Regions from separate parts of the Anser cygnoides genome. Here region 2 is linked to region 1. A link is a contact called in public Hi-C data. All regions are on one chromosome and are shown on one strand. The core of a region is the stretch at or near the end of the contact, and the rest is flanking DNA. Distances in the headings are between cores, read along the strand shown. Region 1 has its middle 290 kb from the start of ID2. Region 2 holds the start of ID2 (inhibitor of DNA binding 2).

Region 1 (4,559 bases), core at 560-3,059:
CTCTCAAAGGCATGGGATAGCTGAGATGAACAGATGGGTTGAAAAGCAGTCATGTCTTACTTCAGCTAGCATTAGAAGTACACATCTGTGCATAAACGTTTCCACATTCAGCCTTTTGCTTCAGTTTCCTCATTAGCTTGGTTTGTTTCTGTTCTTGGGTCAAAATTTTCTGGGTTGTCCATGATGTTTCTCTAGTTTCAGGCCTGAATCACTGAGTCTTTCTCAGTCCTGCAGCTAGCTGTCTGTTCCCTCTTTCTTTCTTCTGATGTGATCTCAGAGGAAACAACTTCTATAAGCCCCTTTCCTATACCTCAGGTGATTGTTAGATAAGGTTTATCAGATGATCTATTTCTCAGTAACTAATCTGTAGTTCAATTATTATCTTTCCTGGGAATCACACTTGAAATAACCGTTTGCTCTGGATAGTTGCCATCTTTTATCCAAATGCGCTCCATTTAAATGGAGGATCATCAAAATTTAATGGCTCACTATTTTTATCCAAGAGCCAGGTGCAAGCAACTTTTCTGTCACCTACTGTGGGTTTTATGTCAATATGGAAGCACAGGATTGGAAGAAGGAACCGAGTGTGCCACATTCCTGCTGGAACTTGCATACTGACAGATGTCCATAAGAAAGATTCCAGTGTCAGAAAGAAATCATAGGTAGAGAAATTCCCCAAACTGTCTCAATCTGAAGTGCTGTTTAACCATATGTCTCATTATAATTAGCACTAGTAGGATGCATATATTCCAGATCTGAGTTGATAAAATATATTCATTTTGATAGGATGATTTTATAGAAATCTAAAATATTTTCTGCCTAAGCACGGAATGCAACTGTCTTTGCCAGCGATCTGAAGTCAGACTCATTGAGATGCAAGCACAGCCTCGGAAAATGGTACCTAACTTCACTGAACACATTGATCTCCTGTGGCTCCACCATATCCACTTCTCTGCCACCAGTCTGCAGGACTTTGTGTAGCTCAATGTCCATCAGCCAAGAATGGATCCAGTACCACCAGCGTGAGAGATCCTGTCTGTTGTACAACTGGTACCTCTCACTTCACGGGATCATTCTTCTCCTTTATTTATCAAGGATATGAATCTCTACATATCAAACTAAAATTATTTTTGTGTGAGATAGGAACAACTTCCCGATTCAATTATGAGTTATGTAATCATTATATACACCTTGTATTTGAACTTGTGCAAAGCATAGATCCAAGCTGGATGGGCAGCCCATGGACTCTGAGGGAGTGGAATTCACATCTTTTTCACATACAAGGTTTGAAAGGAATGAACTTTAGAAATTCTAGCTCAGCAGATCCAAATCCTGAAAAATTTTTCATCTGGGATTATAGTAGAAACATATTGAGTGAAGAGACCAGCTAATTGTTATCACTGTCATTCTTATGTAAGAAATGCCTTTGGCTGCTTATGTGAATGGAATTAGAACATAAATTCTTGACAACTTTAACACATGCTACCTGAATACCCATCTGCTTAGTTTAAGAACAAAAAAAAAGGGGTTCATTAATGTAGTATTGAATAAATTAGTCACACAGCTATATGTGTTGAAATGTGTTACAATATTTAGCACTGCTTCTTTTTTTTTTTTTTTTAAACTGTATCTTAAAACGCCTGCTGCATTTTTCGTATAAAAACCAAATAGCAAATTGGATCTGCATCTAACAAAAGAAATTCATGTTTTGAAGTTGCGGAGCAGTGGCTGACCACTCATACACATGGGCTGACTAGAAATGTTGCTTAGAAACACCACGTTATCAAAGAGAACCCAACATCAGGTTGGAGTGTTTCCCAGACAGCCGGTTAGTGGTGATAATTTGCAATGGAAAATTCTAATATCTGTTCCAACACTTCTTTATTTTCTAGATCGTCTTACTTTTCTCTCTTCTGATTAGTTGTCATTTCACTTTGCAATTTACTTCTAAACTCTGATTTGGAAGATAGTATAGAGGTATGCGGTTTTGGATTGGTAAGTGCTTCAGCAAGTATTAAGAAAATGTTGTTCTGTAGAATAAAATATATGGAAAATCCATGATGAAGGAACTGCAGTGTAAATTAATGTTATTGGCATTGGGACTGATTTAGCTAGCTTTTAATGTTTTATTTTCTCTGTATACCCTAATAAGCAACTACTTATATTTGAAAGATCATAGAAGAATTTACCAATTCTGTACAGATATAGGAATTATCTATCCACGTATTTCAATCATGTCCTAGGTAGAACAAGTGGATGATTTTATATTTTCAAACAGAAAATTTCCAAGCAGGGCAACTAAAGAAGAGCATTTGTCCCATCCCGTGAACGCAGGAGGATTGGACAGACTCCTCTCATACTCCAAGGCAATTTCATATTGCAATGGCCTGATGTCTGCTTCTCTGGTTTGTGCCATGACCCATAGCATCTGTTACCACAACTGCCATGTCTGGAATTAGGAGCAATCAGTCACAGTAGGACATACAGAGAGGGGTAATCTCTGAGCAAGCTGGGTCCGAGACTGTTTAAGTTTTACAGATATTTACAAGTCAAATATTTGTATTCGTACTTATACATTGAATTCTGTATCTTATAGAAGAGATTTCACCCTGTTCCCTTTGAAAGATCAGCTTCTGATCCAAAGCTGAGCCCTTTCGTTGGCTCAGGGGGAGGAGTGCCATCTACTGAGTCTCATACATGAGTCTGCATTTCATCTGCCATGGTTTGTTTGGGGTCCTCAGGGAAGTGCCCAAGCAGAGTACAGCAACTTCTCTTTTTCTTAAGTAGAATCCTTTTTGTTAAACATACATTGTAAGTTACTGGATTTCCCCAGCAGCCTTTCTCACTGCTGAGCCCAAACCTGTTTTAGGTCTTTCCCTACTTGCTTTTTTTTTTTTTTTTTCAATTCAAAGGGAAACATGCAAAGTAGTGCCACAATAGAATCAAAGCTGCTTCCCTGATCAAAACAGGTGGCAAGACTAAGCAACATTTTTGCTTCTCTCCTATCTTAAAATAGGACAGCTCTCTTCCTTGAAGCTACCACTGAATCGTGCAGACAGACCTCAGCTCTTTTCCAGCCCTTCATTTACATTTCAAGCCTTTTCTGAGGAAGAGAATAGAAGGTTAAGTTTTATGAGCAACTGGGAAAGTAGAGAATAGCAGGATTGTGTCTGTGGGGAGTTTAAGGGCATGTAGGACTGTGTACAATACGTTGTGTTTTCAAGACCATGCAGGGGCCTGCATTTCTCCATTGCTCAAAGACTACTGCCAGTTTCAGTAAGCACAAACTGAAATGTTTAGGTTACTTACAATATAAATGTCCCCTGCCGGAGATATCCTTCATGTGGGAAGGTGAAAATGAGTTGTGAAAACAGAGTGTAGAAAATGTAGATGACAACAGAATGTGAGTGAGAGATACGCCACAGAAAAGTAGTAGAAAAATGCATCTCCATGTTTACAATTTCCCTGTACTCTAGTATCAAATTGCAGTTGGTAGGGCCTGTAGTTACGTGAAAAAGAACAACCAAAAAGCTGTGTCTGCACAGAGCAGAAACCTACACAACTCTCTGTGAAGTTCACACCTTGACTCCAGTGTCCAAGCACTGAGTCCTGTGGTCACAGAGGAAACGATCACGTCCTGTCCTGGTGGTGCTCAGCTGCGGGGTGAAGAGCGACGCTGACCTCTTGCAGTGACAGCCAGCCGCTGGCCAGCTGAACCTGCTCCTGTAGGTGTCACACAAAGGGAACAAATTGCAGTAGTAACGACAATTTTTCTTTTTGAAAGGAAATAAAACTCCTGAATGACATCTGAGTGGAGACAATTTGATAGTACAGAAATATATGCTCACACCCCAAGCCAGACCATAGTGCAGGTACAGCTGAAGCGGTGGAGTCCAAGGTAGCTTCCCAGAGCAAAGTCAGTGCTGTGTTGGTTTGGGATTAGCAGGTAAACCAAGTTGTGTGGCATTGATTCTGTTTTTCTTCTTTCAGATGAAGCACAGAACTATGCTGCACCAAAGGAAATTTCATATTAGAGCAATATTAGCTCAGGTAGCTTTGTCCTGGCTTGATGGCACACTTTAACTATGTCTTATGTCTTATTAAAGAGAAGTTATCCAGTCAGGGAGGAGACACCATCATATGCACTTCAGATAGCCATTCATCCTGCTCATGTTCTGGCTCTTGTCATAGGGAATTTCCAATGAATCTTTGGATTCAAACTTAAAATAAAATCAAAACAAAGCTCTTAAAATAATGCACAAATGCAGGGGGAATAATTGAGAACTATGTACAAGAAGATGTCAAATGGTGATAAAGAGATGAAGAGTCAAACTGATGGCAGTCTTGCTCACAAGAAATGGTGCAGTCCTGAGCATGGAAATGCAGTGACTGGCAATGTGACAGCTACAGTCCTGCACTTACCATGGCTCTGGCCCCATCCGCTGGCCTTAAGTAGCTGCCTGCCACTGTTGCAGATTGATTTATCTTTGATGAGGTTTAGAATTGCCATTAAGGAGGATCAGGGTTTAGGCACTTCTGTATTTTTTTTCTTTCCTTTT
Region 2 (4,559 bases), core at 960-3,459, 290 kb before region 1:
ATTATTCACTTCAGGTAATTTTATTCTTTGTATTCTCTACATATTCGAGCTTTTACTCAGTAAAACTGTAACAGAATGTTTAAGTATTTTTAAAAAACAAACACCACAAATCATAGCCAGCCAACAGTTGGTCCCCAAAGAATAGCCAGCAATCAGTTCAATAAACACACTTGATTTATTTTGTATAAAAAGGGGTTAAGTTTACAACTAAACTTTTATAAAAAGTTTAGCATGATTAAGTACATCATTACACTTTTTGCAGAAATTTACATTTCTGCCACTATACAAGAAAACTCTAATTAAAGAGTTCACAAGGTTTCACTCATATATATATATTTATATATAAATATATACACAGCATTCAGTCCTAGGTTTGTGTCAGAAAGGTAATTTCTGACCACAGACTCTCCTAAAAAACTGAACACTGGATCCTTCTGGTACTCACGCTCCACCTTTGGAAAAAAAGGCAAAGTCTGCTTTAAAATGGGCAACTCCTTGTGAGATTTTGTTTCGCTCCCCACGTTGGGAATAGTATATAAAGGAAGCCTTCCAACTAGGGAAAGGGTATTTAAGAGTCTCTTCATAAATAACTAGGTTCAGTCCAAGTTGAAGAATGGGGTGGGGATAAAGATCAATCTTGATTTTTCTTCTTTAATCATTTTTAAAGGTCCTTTTAGTTAACGTGGATTTCCCCCCTCCAGATACAGCTGAAAAATAAATTCAGCACCTCAAAAAAAAATCTTGTAGACATTTTCTTGTGCAAAAAAAAAAAAAACACTCATCAGTGGAACACCTGCAAGAGATTGAAAAGAGGCATATTTAGGAGAATGCTAACAGGGCAGAGATCCGGACAGACTGGCGCCAGAGAGGAAGCCACAGTTTGAACATTTAACCAAACACTCAAAGATTGGGCAAACCCTGGCGTCCAGATGCAACACATACACGCTCACACACTCGCTCTCAAGAGCGCAAATTGAACATTAAAATAACATACACTCAAGGGAAAGGGTAGAAAGAGGATTCTCAGCCCAATCTCTATTTAGATCTCTGCAAACGCAATGCTCAGAGGCGCCAGTCTGCCTCTTAGAGCAATTATTTGATTAAAAGCAGTCACTTATTTAACTGATAGTGCAGACGATCCCACATCACAGAATTCACGGAATTGTGCCAAGATTCCCAACTTAATCAGTCACTTTGGCCCAGGAAGTTAAGACTTCAAGAAGAGATAACCAGAGAATTTGCTTTAAGCAGTAGCAGAGCAGACAGCCTGTGCTGCTTAATGAACCCTAGCAGCAAGATACACTTTGGACTGCAAGACTCAGTGGGGAGGCTAGTTTTTTTTTTTTTTTTTACAGTTGGATTAGGATTATTGGTAACAATAAGAGGATTATTGGCAATAATAAGTTAACTATAAGTGAACTTTTAGGAGTTATTTGTTTTGCAAGTGACAGTCATGCCAGGGTGGGAAATCCCATTCAAAGCCCAACCACTTTAACCTGAAGTTTTTATTATTTTTAATGAAGAAAATGAGGCGTATTCTACTCACCGTCGGATTCAGCCACAAAGTGCTTTGCTGTCACTTGACATGAGTTCTGAGGGGAACTCGGCTGCCTGCAAGGAGAGAGCAGAGACAAGACCCCGCCGTCAGCCTGCTGAGCAGCCCGGGCAGCCTTCTGGTGGGGATGTCCCGGCTGCACGACCCCCGGGGAGGGCAGGGAGAGGGGCTTACCTGTAGGGAGAGGATGCTGATGTCTGTGTTGAGGGTGGTCAGCGGGGTCCTGGAGGACGGGCTCTGTCCCGGCCGCTGGTGGTGCAGGCTGACGATGCTGGGGTGCGAGTCCAAGGCGATCTGCAGGTCCAGGATGTAGTCGATGACGTGCTGGAGGATTTCCATCTTGCTGACCTTCTTGTTCTGCGGGATGCTGGGCACCAGCTCCTTCAGCTTGGAGTAGCAGTCGTTCATGTTGTACAGCAAGCTCATGGGGTCGTCCACCGGGGTTTTGCTGCGGGAGATGCCCAGGTTGTGCTCCGAGAGGCTGTTTTTCCGCACGGACCTCACGGGGCTGAAGGCTTTCATCGCTGAAAGGCGGTGAGGGAAGAGAGAGGGACGGAGCGGAGCGAGCTGTTTGAACGCACGGGGGGAAGCCCTGCGGAGCGCCCTGCCGGCCTCCCCTCAGCACGTCGCCGCACCTCGCTCTGAGGCGCGGGGCCGCGCGGCCCCCCCTTTTATAGGCGCCGCGCCGCCGCGCCCGGCCCGCGCGCGCTGCCATTGGCCGCCGAGCACCCGTCCATCAACCTGAGCACCCGCCCAATCGGGGCGCAGCGACAAGGGGAGGGGTGGCCGCTCGGGCTTCCGCGTGCCCAGCCAATGGCGGCGCTGAGGGGGCGGGGCCCGGCCGCTCAGCTGAGGGAGTAAATAGTGCGCGGCGGGCGGGCGGGCTGAGCGCACGGGGCTGCGCGCGGCCGGGCGGCTGTTGGGACCGTTAGAGCCGGGCTGGGGGAGGCCGTGAGGGAGCTGCCTCCCGCCCGCTCCTGGGGGCTGCTGCCGGTGGCAGCAGCCAGTGGGACGTCAGTGAAAGAATAAAGCAATAAATTACTTATTTTTGTTTAACTGGAGGGTTTATCTCAGGGTTTTAAGCTGAGATCCTTCGCGTTTTCCTTCCCCGTACTCACGCTCAGCAGCACCCGAGGGAAAGCCGGCTCCGGCGGGGCGGCCGCACACGACCAAAAGTGACGAAACTTGCCCCAAAAACGATGGAGCGCGGCCGCGCGGTGCTGTGCGGGCGGAGGGCGGGCGCCAACAACCCCGCAAAGCCGCCCCGCCAATTAACATCCCGGTTAATTACCCGCGCTGCTCCCCCTTTTCGCCTCCCCCCCCCCCCCCCCTCCTTCCCAAGGGGCGCCCGGCCCCGCCGTGGGGGGCCCCGCGGCCTTTCCCCCCCCCCCCCCCACCCGTCCCCCTGCCCCCCGGGGGGGCCCCGGCGCTGCTCGGCCCCGCTCCTCCCCTCCCTCAGCCCGGGGCCGGCCGGGACTGCGCGGCGCCAGCCCCGTGACATCAGCCCCTCGCCGCCGCCCCCCCCTCGGCCCGCCCGCCCTCGCCGCCCGGGCCCGGCGGCGCCGCTCAGGCGGCTGCCATGGCGACCGGGGCTGCGCCCGCGGCGGCGGCAGGCAGGCGGCAGGCAGGCGGCGGGCCCGGCCCCGCTTCCCCCTCCCGGGCGCACCTGCAGCGGGGGCAGCCGAAGCCGGACGCCTCACGGCCCGCCTCGGGAAGGGGGGGGGGGGGGCTGCTGAGGGGGTTGGGGGCTCCGGAGGGGCTTTGGGGTTTTTTTGTGAGGTAAAAAAACGCGCCCCCCCCCCCCCCCCCTCCGTCAGCCCGCTCGAGTTTTGGGGCGCCTGAGGGAAATGGCGGGGGGAGAGAGAGAGAGAGGAGGGGGGGAGCACTGCCCTTGTGCCCCGTCGCTGTTAGTGACATTTATTTATCGAGGAATAAACGCAAATGGATTTAATTGCCTCAAACTGGACTTGAAAAAAAGAGAAAAAAATCCGTCAAACTTGGCCCCTTCCCAAGTCATTGACACCACCGCGTAGGTTTTGGTGCGGGGCTTTGCGACGCGCCAGGTGAAACACCTCGCCAAAGCCCGCTGCTCCCGGCTGCCCGGTGCCTTTTGTTCGCCTCACGTTTCGAATTCATTCAAAAGAAAGGAGTTTTAAGAAGTTTGGTGTGTGTTTTTTTCTTCCCCCCCCCCCCTTTATTCCTTTTGAGCGGGAGGGGAAGAGAGTCTCTGCATGCGAAATATTTAGTTACAACTTCTGCGAAACGCACCGGTCTGTAACAGCGTTTTCTACTTTCACAAAGGATTTTCCTGTTACTTTTGTTCCGGTCACAAAATTAAAAAAAAAAAAAAAAAGGCAAAAGAAAAAAAAAAAAAAACTTGGGGGAGAGATAAGGTCTGGAAAACAATCTGGAATTGCCAGGCTGTTGGTGGGAGCTCTGCGGGGCTGGCGTCAGGAAGTCTGCGCCGCCTTCTATTACTGTTGATCCAGCTTTGTGCAGCTGCACTCAGTACAATTAGCTTGTAGAAACAATCCTGCTGTAGGCAGCCTCTTCCCTTCAAAGTGCTTTTCTATACTGATCCCCTCACATCATGATGCTGGAAATCAAGTCACAAGCCGACCACTGTTTGGCCAACATCATCTGTGGGAATTCATTAACCTCCATCCCAGAGATGCAACAAGAGATTGTTTGTCCAGAACTAAACTTACAGCTTAATATGATGTAGCCCATACAGGAAAAAACCTGTGTCCCCATTTTTTTTTTTTCGTCCATAACAAGAAACACATTGTGCAGCTTTTTTCTCCTTTTTTTTTTTTTTTTTTTAGGGGGTGGGGAATGTAGCTGAAACCAGGCGTGAGCCGGCTCCTGCTAAAACTTTGCCATCAAACTGTTTTTTGGTTCATCGGGCTGCAGTTTCCATAGAAGCAACTTATCCCCGCGATCATCTTGTTGGGTGCACTTTGCAAGCTCATTTCCCGTCTCTGAGTTTGCTCTGCTGCTCTCA

What was found. A called contact is a pair of places that touch in the nucleus more often than the background predicts.
Region 2: a contact with region 1 is called in a Hi-C map of granulosa cells, with 1.8 times the contacts expected there. The contact joins the promoter of ID2 here to the enhancer-like site in region 1. A contact is called at or near these places in 2 of 7 Hi-C or Micro-C datasets (granulosa cells and liver).

Annotation. Positions count from the first base shown.
Region 1 is chr3:105,918,386-105,922,944 of Taihu_goose_T2T_genome, reverse strand. No RefSeq gene overlaps it. Among named protein-coding and RNA genes, the nearest start is that of ID2, 290 kb to the left of the region's middle. Within about 2 kb of position 1,809, at least 1 of the 3 cell types and tissues checked has open chromatin away from gene starts, as enhancers often do.
Region 2 is chr3:106,205,112-106,209,670 of Taihu_goose_T2T_genome, reverse strand. ID2 (inhibitor of DNA binding 2) reads right to left here and starts at 2,209. Exons shown (of 3, transcript XM_013172597.3): 1 at 1,730-2,209; 2 at 1,547-1,611; 3 at 1-793. The coding sequence starts at 2,077. The coding sequence ends at 1,555.